2 separate regions of the Triticum aestivum genome follow, and region 1 is linked to region 2. A link is a contact called in public Hi-C data. All regions are on one chromosome and are shown on one strand. Each heading gives the region's core, a stretch centred on a gene start, on an enhancer-like site or on the middle of the called end of the contact. The rest is flanking DNA. Distances are from core to core; before and after follow the strand shown. Region 1 holds the start of LOC123110634. Region 2 overlaps LOC123114683 (formin-like protein 12).

Region 1 (3,148 bases), core at 326-2,825, 49 kb before region 2:
GTATCAAAGTTACTAGGTGGCAACTTTAATATAAATACTAACTACGTCGCAACTTTAATATGATTTCATCAATACCTACACATATGACATTTAGTATCAAAGCTTTCGTCGAGACAAAGGTGACACTGAAGAAAAATCACAAATCAAATACACAATTTAAGAGTAAAAACACTTTAAAGTTTGAGAAGTACCATTGAAAGAACTAATGTCATCATGTACCTCCTGTGCATACATGCATGCATGCATTTTTTTGTGAGAGTTGCATTAACACCTCCAGCATGTGAATGTTCTTTCAGCATGTGCACCGTGCCAAAACTATGTGAAATGAACATAGCAAACATTATGGATATGTTTGAGACGTATGAACTATGTATATCATTTTTTAGGAATATTTGCAAAATACCCAAAATAATACATTATAACAATGAATATAAAAATATTTTCCCAAAAAAGATTTTTTTTCTAAATACTTCAAGAAGTTTAAAATAATTTTTAAGAACACATATTTTTTTAAATATGACCAAAATATGGAATTTTGTTGAAAACTTGAAATTATTGTTAAGCCGAGCGAGAAATATTATTTAAATAAGATGATATAATGAAAAAAAAACATTTGAATATTTGAAATTTTCATTAAATCATGTGTTTTGAAATTCATCATACAATTGAAGCATGTTTTAAAAAAATTGAAAAATTGTGAAAATGCATGTGGAATGCCTTTTTGAAATTGACTGATAAAACTGAAATTAGTTGACATATGTGTGGAATAACTAAAACATGTGCGAACGTAAACTATTTTCAAACAATTTAAAATTGTGTGAAATGTCTACGAAATGTTTTTGATAACTAAAACAATGAAAATATCCATGAAAATGGCTTCGGAAAGGTTATGAAATGACTGAAATATGACTATTTTTATTTTTATGTGTGAATATCTATGAGTTGCATTGCAATCTTGTGTGGAACACTAAAGAGTCACTACAATAAATGAATATCTAACAAATATGAAAATACTGAACCCCAAAAGAAACACATATCGTTTTTAAGTTGCTATGATAATTATTTTGATTTTTTTAAATCATGGAATTGATTTGGATTTTGTTTAAAATTAATGACTTCATTTAACCATATACCAAAAAACAAAATAGAAATAAAAAAGGAAATACAGCTAACAACTACCTGGGTGACTTACGCGTGGTGTGCGTGCATTGGTTCATAGTTGGATGGAGCCCTCCATGCGAAACTATTTTGCGCCCATATGCCTCTATGAATAGGCACATATTTATTGTGTCTTTTGCCGTTGTATAAATAGCAGGAATGAGGTTTAAACATTGTGTATTGCTCTTTCTTTGTTACACGTCAACCTTTATATTAATACAAACATATCTCATTTCCAAGTTCAAAAAACATCTCTCGTTCTTTGCGATAAAAGAAAAAACAAAAGAACGGAGGCCTACACCTGTAACCTTGCCAGGACGGGCCGGAGCATGCATGCTTTCCGACAGGCCGGGCCGCGCGGGCCCTGTTGGTTATAAAGCCACAGTCGTCTCTCTCCAAGAAAAAAAAACGCGAAACGATAATTCGGGGGAAATATAAAGGGGAAAGGAGAAAGCTCCGTGCACTCTGTTTTGCGTCTCGTCTCGGGCTCTCGGCTGAAGAAGAGAAGAACCAAAAATGGTACTCGGAACTCACTCCCCTAGCCCGTGAATTCCCGTCGCGTTCCTCGATTCCTTTCGCGCAGGCGCGGCCGGGTTCGACGCCGCGTGGCGCCGGCGTTCCGCCCGGTCGTCGCGGCGCGGTTCGGTGCAGGTTTTGCCGAGATGACCTCGTCTCTGATTTTGTTTTTGTTTTTTTTCCTGGGGATTTCAGGACAGGAGGGCGGCGGCGCAAGGGGATTACGACGAGCAAGGTGAGGCTGCTGGGCTTATTTGTATTCCGCGTAGTCTGCTGCGGAGAAGCCTAGCGAATTTGTTCTGGGATTTTGGGATCTGATTCTGGGCGTGGCTGTGCACTTGCGCTCTGCATTGAATGACGTGCTGGTATGTGTGCAGACCGGCGGGTGAAAGGCGCCGAGGTGTTCGTCGGCGGGCTGCCGCGGTCGGCGACGGAGGGGACACTCCGAGAGGTTGGTTTTGTCTACACCCACTTGTGTATGAGGTGTTGCTTGTTGGTGTCATTCAGGAATGGTGTACTGCGCAAGGACAGGCTATTACCTCAAGTGCTTGCATCTCCGATGTGATTTGTAGAAGCCATGTTTAGGAACAGTATATTGTCAGCTGAATAACTGTCTGGTAGCATTATATATTCCACCGTTTCGTATTGTTTATCTCCACCTATTAGTTTTCTGCAATCCAACAGGGGGTGACCAACTGGTTTGTAGGTTAATCTGAAATCCTGCTAATGGCACGGTTTACTCGCCAATTTTAGCTGTGGATGTTGTGTAAGACATGCCCAACTCAAATCAAATGTATTGGCACACCTAAACCATGTTTTGTATCTACCAGAAGCTTAACTGGTTCTGTAATTTTTGGATGTGGCTTGGTAAATCTGTCTGCAGGCAATATTGCCGTGTTCTAGCTCGTAATAACAGAAATATGTAGTACTACAATGGCTAGAAATTTTGCTCAATTATTGGTTATTGGACTGCTGAGCTTTAAGTATACTTTCTCCATTGTAAATTAATAATAGTCACATAGTTGATTCATTAACTTTCATCTATTCGTGAAAAAAGGGTTTTTTTTTCATTTCTTCTGGTCGCCACATACTCGTTGGACTGACCATTTCATCAGCAGATATTTTCTACTTGTGGTGAGATTGTCGACTTGCGCATAATGAAGGATCAGAATGGTGTTTCCAAGGTCTGGTTTTATTGCAACTCTTATGACATTGCAATAGATGTTTCGATTCTTCAGACAATAGTAATATACTATCGAGTAACTTTTATCACGAATTTTATCAACATTAATTTTCCCAAACTTCCTCAGGGATTTGGATTTGTGAGATTTGCAGAAAGGGAGTGTGCTTATATTGCTAAAAGGCAAAAGAATGGGATTGAGGCAAGAACACCAAACTTCTTTTTAATTGCTGTAGAAATTTCCATATCACACATTGTATGTACATATGTTTTAAAACTTTCTAATCCCCCATT
Region 2 (2,800 bases), core at 164-2,663:
ACACTACCTAGAAAGAACTTGAGCAATCAACAGGATTGCCCTTCCAATGACAGTATGTGCCCTCTTTGCTACCATGGTTGCTTATGGTGTTTGTCTTGCTGGCTTTGCTGCTAAGCTCCCTTTCTTGTATGTATGTTTGCTCTTACTCAATGAAATTATATGTGCATGCGATGTTTGCATGTTCTCTAGATACAAAGAGACAACAACTAGTAGGGAGATACTTACCATCATCTCGGAGAGTGGCATTTTAATTTTTGTCAACATGATCTCTGTGTTATTTGCCCGTCGTATATCAATCTGTGGATTTTTCAAGGACACCAACAAAACTTTCAGGGTTTTATTTGCACCAGAGGGACACAAGTTTTGTTGTAAGAAAGAAAATACAACTAAAAGAGTCCAATGCAAGCAGTCAGACAAGCTACTTTGAGGTAGCAAAAAATAAAGACATGCTACGAATGCAAAACCGAGTGAAACACCACCTATGCTCTTTCCTTACAGTAAGTTAGTTCATGAGAAAGGCCGTCGCAACGTGCATGTTCTCAACTTTACTATGACTTCAGTCTCACATTGTAACTTGGAGGAGGTAATTTTACACTACTTTCGTGCATGACCTTACATGTGACACATCATATTAAAGAGCAATCATCACGTATTGCTTGTTTAAACCTAAAGTAATTAACATACTATGAAATTGAATAGAGTATTGCACTCTGTCTGCGCTGTAAAAACCTGTCCTCTGAAAGGATATTACAGGGTTTATTAATGAAGAAAAGGTACAAAAAATCATGATGTTGACATGCTATGCACCATAAACTTTGATGCCACTAAAAAATTCAGTGGCATAGCCTAGCTAGATGAGAGAGACTGAACACTGGCGGCGCTTTTGCTTATAGTATTTCAAATTGTTGGAGTAAGTTACCAGGTGAATTTTATCGGTTTTCGAACCAAGAGATTTTCCAGCCCCTTCTGATTTCGAGCCGCCTTTTGTCTTTGGAGCGATAGTGAAAAGAGACGCCAGTTCATTCACATCGAACTCGGAATTGCTGCATAGATGGTGCTATCAGTTAGCAGAATAAGAATGAACGTTAATTATATATTTTGCGAGAATTGAGCTGATAGCGACATTTTCTTATCAGAGCATTTTACGAGAATTCATATCTTCTGGATCAAACAGTTGAAATAACAAAGAGTACCTATCAGCATCTGCTTGCTTTTGAATTTCTGCCCATACACTTCCTTGCATTGCTCTTGTTACTTTGACCCAGTGCAGTGGTTTTAGAGATGACTTCCGTGTTACAGTAAGTGAGGTTGCGCCCAAGGAACGAAGACCTCTTGCACCAGGTGGTGGGGGGCCACCTCGTCCACCAGGAGGTGGAGGGGGGCCACCAGGTACTCCAGGAGGTGGAGGGGGCCCACCAGGTACTCCAGGAGGTGGAGGGGGCCCACCAGGTATTCCGGGGGGCATTGGAGGAGCAGGTGCACCTGGAGGGGGAGGGGGGCCACCTACTCCTCCATGCCCTCTAGGAGGAGGTGGTGGCGGAGTCCCGCCATATCCTCCGGGAGGAGGAGGAGGAGACGGAGCTCCACCTCGAAATCCTGCGGGAGGTGGAGGAGTTGGAGTACCTCCTAGCCCTCCAATAGGCGGTGGTGGAGGTGGAACTCCTCCGATTCCTCCAGGTGGAGGAGGAGGTGGAGGTGCCCCTCCATATCCTCCGGGAGGTGGCGGCGGCGGCGGTGCAGCCCCACCAGAGGCTCCAGGAGGTAGCGGAGGAGGTGGAGGTGCCACTTGGTATCCTCCGGGAAGTGGCGGCGGCGGTGGAGCCACTCCACATGGTACAGGAGGTGGTGGTGGCGGCGATGGAGCCCCTCCATGCACTCCAAGAGGTGGTTTTGGAGGTGGAGCTCCACCTTGAAATCCATCTTGCAGTGGAGTTCCTTCTCGTCCTCTAACAAGTGAAGGCAGTGGAGTTGTTTTATTTCCTTCAGGACAAAGTGGAGGTGGAATTCTTTCCTTTTCTTCACAAAAAGTAGTTGGTGGAGGAATTGGAGCTCCGACTTGACATTCTGGTAGAGTTGGAGATGGGCTTCCTTCAGTAGGATGAGGAGGGAAATTCCCAGCGCTCTCTCTAGGTGGAGGTGGTGGTGGCAGCGGAATTCCAGCATCCCTTGTTAGAGGTGGAGGTGGAGCTATTACATGATCCTGGGAAATGGAAGGAGGCAAAAGTGCTTGATGTTGTCCAAAAGGAGGTGGTGGTGAAGGTGAGGGTACATCATGCCTTTTAGGTGAAATTGGAGGCAAAGGGCAAATTACTTCATGTTCTCTAGGCGGAGGTGGAGGAGGTGGCGGAGATGGTGGTGGTGCAGACGGGGATGATGTATCATTTATATGAAGAGCTGGTGGTTGAGGTAAATGGGGAGATGACAAGGATTGTGTTGAGGGTGTAACTGAAGGTGAGGGCAAAGGTTGTGGAGGTGGCAAAGGCGGGGGTGCAGGTGGTGTTGAAGGTGGGTGACAGGGTTGAGGTGTAAGTATATCAACAGGTGAAATTCCCCTATGCCAGCTGGGTGGATGTGGTGGGGTTGGAATGGTTCCATGTTCTTTTATACGAACTGTGGAGGGTGGGGTTTCATTGATCAGTTCATGCCGCGAGAATTCCTTGCATGCTTCCAAAGGAGGATCTAAAGGCTGTTCATGAGGTACTTCCTCTTTAAGTTTTGAACTTGAAGGATCATTTTCTCCAAGAGGTGGAGGTGAAGAGAGGGGTTGTTTTCCTGGTGCTGCTGCTGCTGCTTCTTTATA

What was found. Hi-C and Micro-C count contacts between places; a contact is called where the count stands out from the background.
Region 1: a Hi-C map of leaf shows a contact between it and region 2, with 2.4 times the contacts expected there. The contact joins the promoter of LOC123110634 here to the enhancer-like site in region 2. A contact is called at or near these places in 2 of 5 Hi-C or Micro-C datasets (both in leaf).

What each region holds. Positions count from the first base shown.
Region 1 is chr5B:104,076,391-104,079,538 of IWGSC CS RefSeq v2.1, reverse strand. LOC123110634 reads left to right here and starts at 1,575. Exons shown (of 18, transcript XM_044531196.1): 1 at 1,575-1,677; 2 at 1,870-1,909; 3 at 2,052-2,125; 4 at 2,793-2,858; 5 at 2,985-3,056. The coding sequence starts at 1,675.
Region 2 is chr5B:104,027,579-104,030,378 of IWGSC CS RefSeq v2.1, reverse strand. It overlaps LOC123114683 (formin-like protein 12), which reads right to left. Exons shown (of 18, transcript XM_044536122.1): 4 at 1,194-2,800; 5 at 920-1,043; 6 at 226-297. Among protein-coding and RNA genes, the nearest start is that of LOC123114683, 5.6 kb to the right of the region's middle. Within about 2 kb of position 1,413, at least 5 of the 8 cell types and tissues checked have an H3K27ac peak or open chromatin away from gene starts, as enhancers often do. A contact at or near this core is called in leaf, where this site is marked.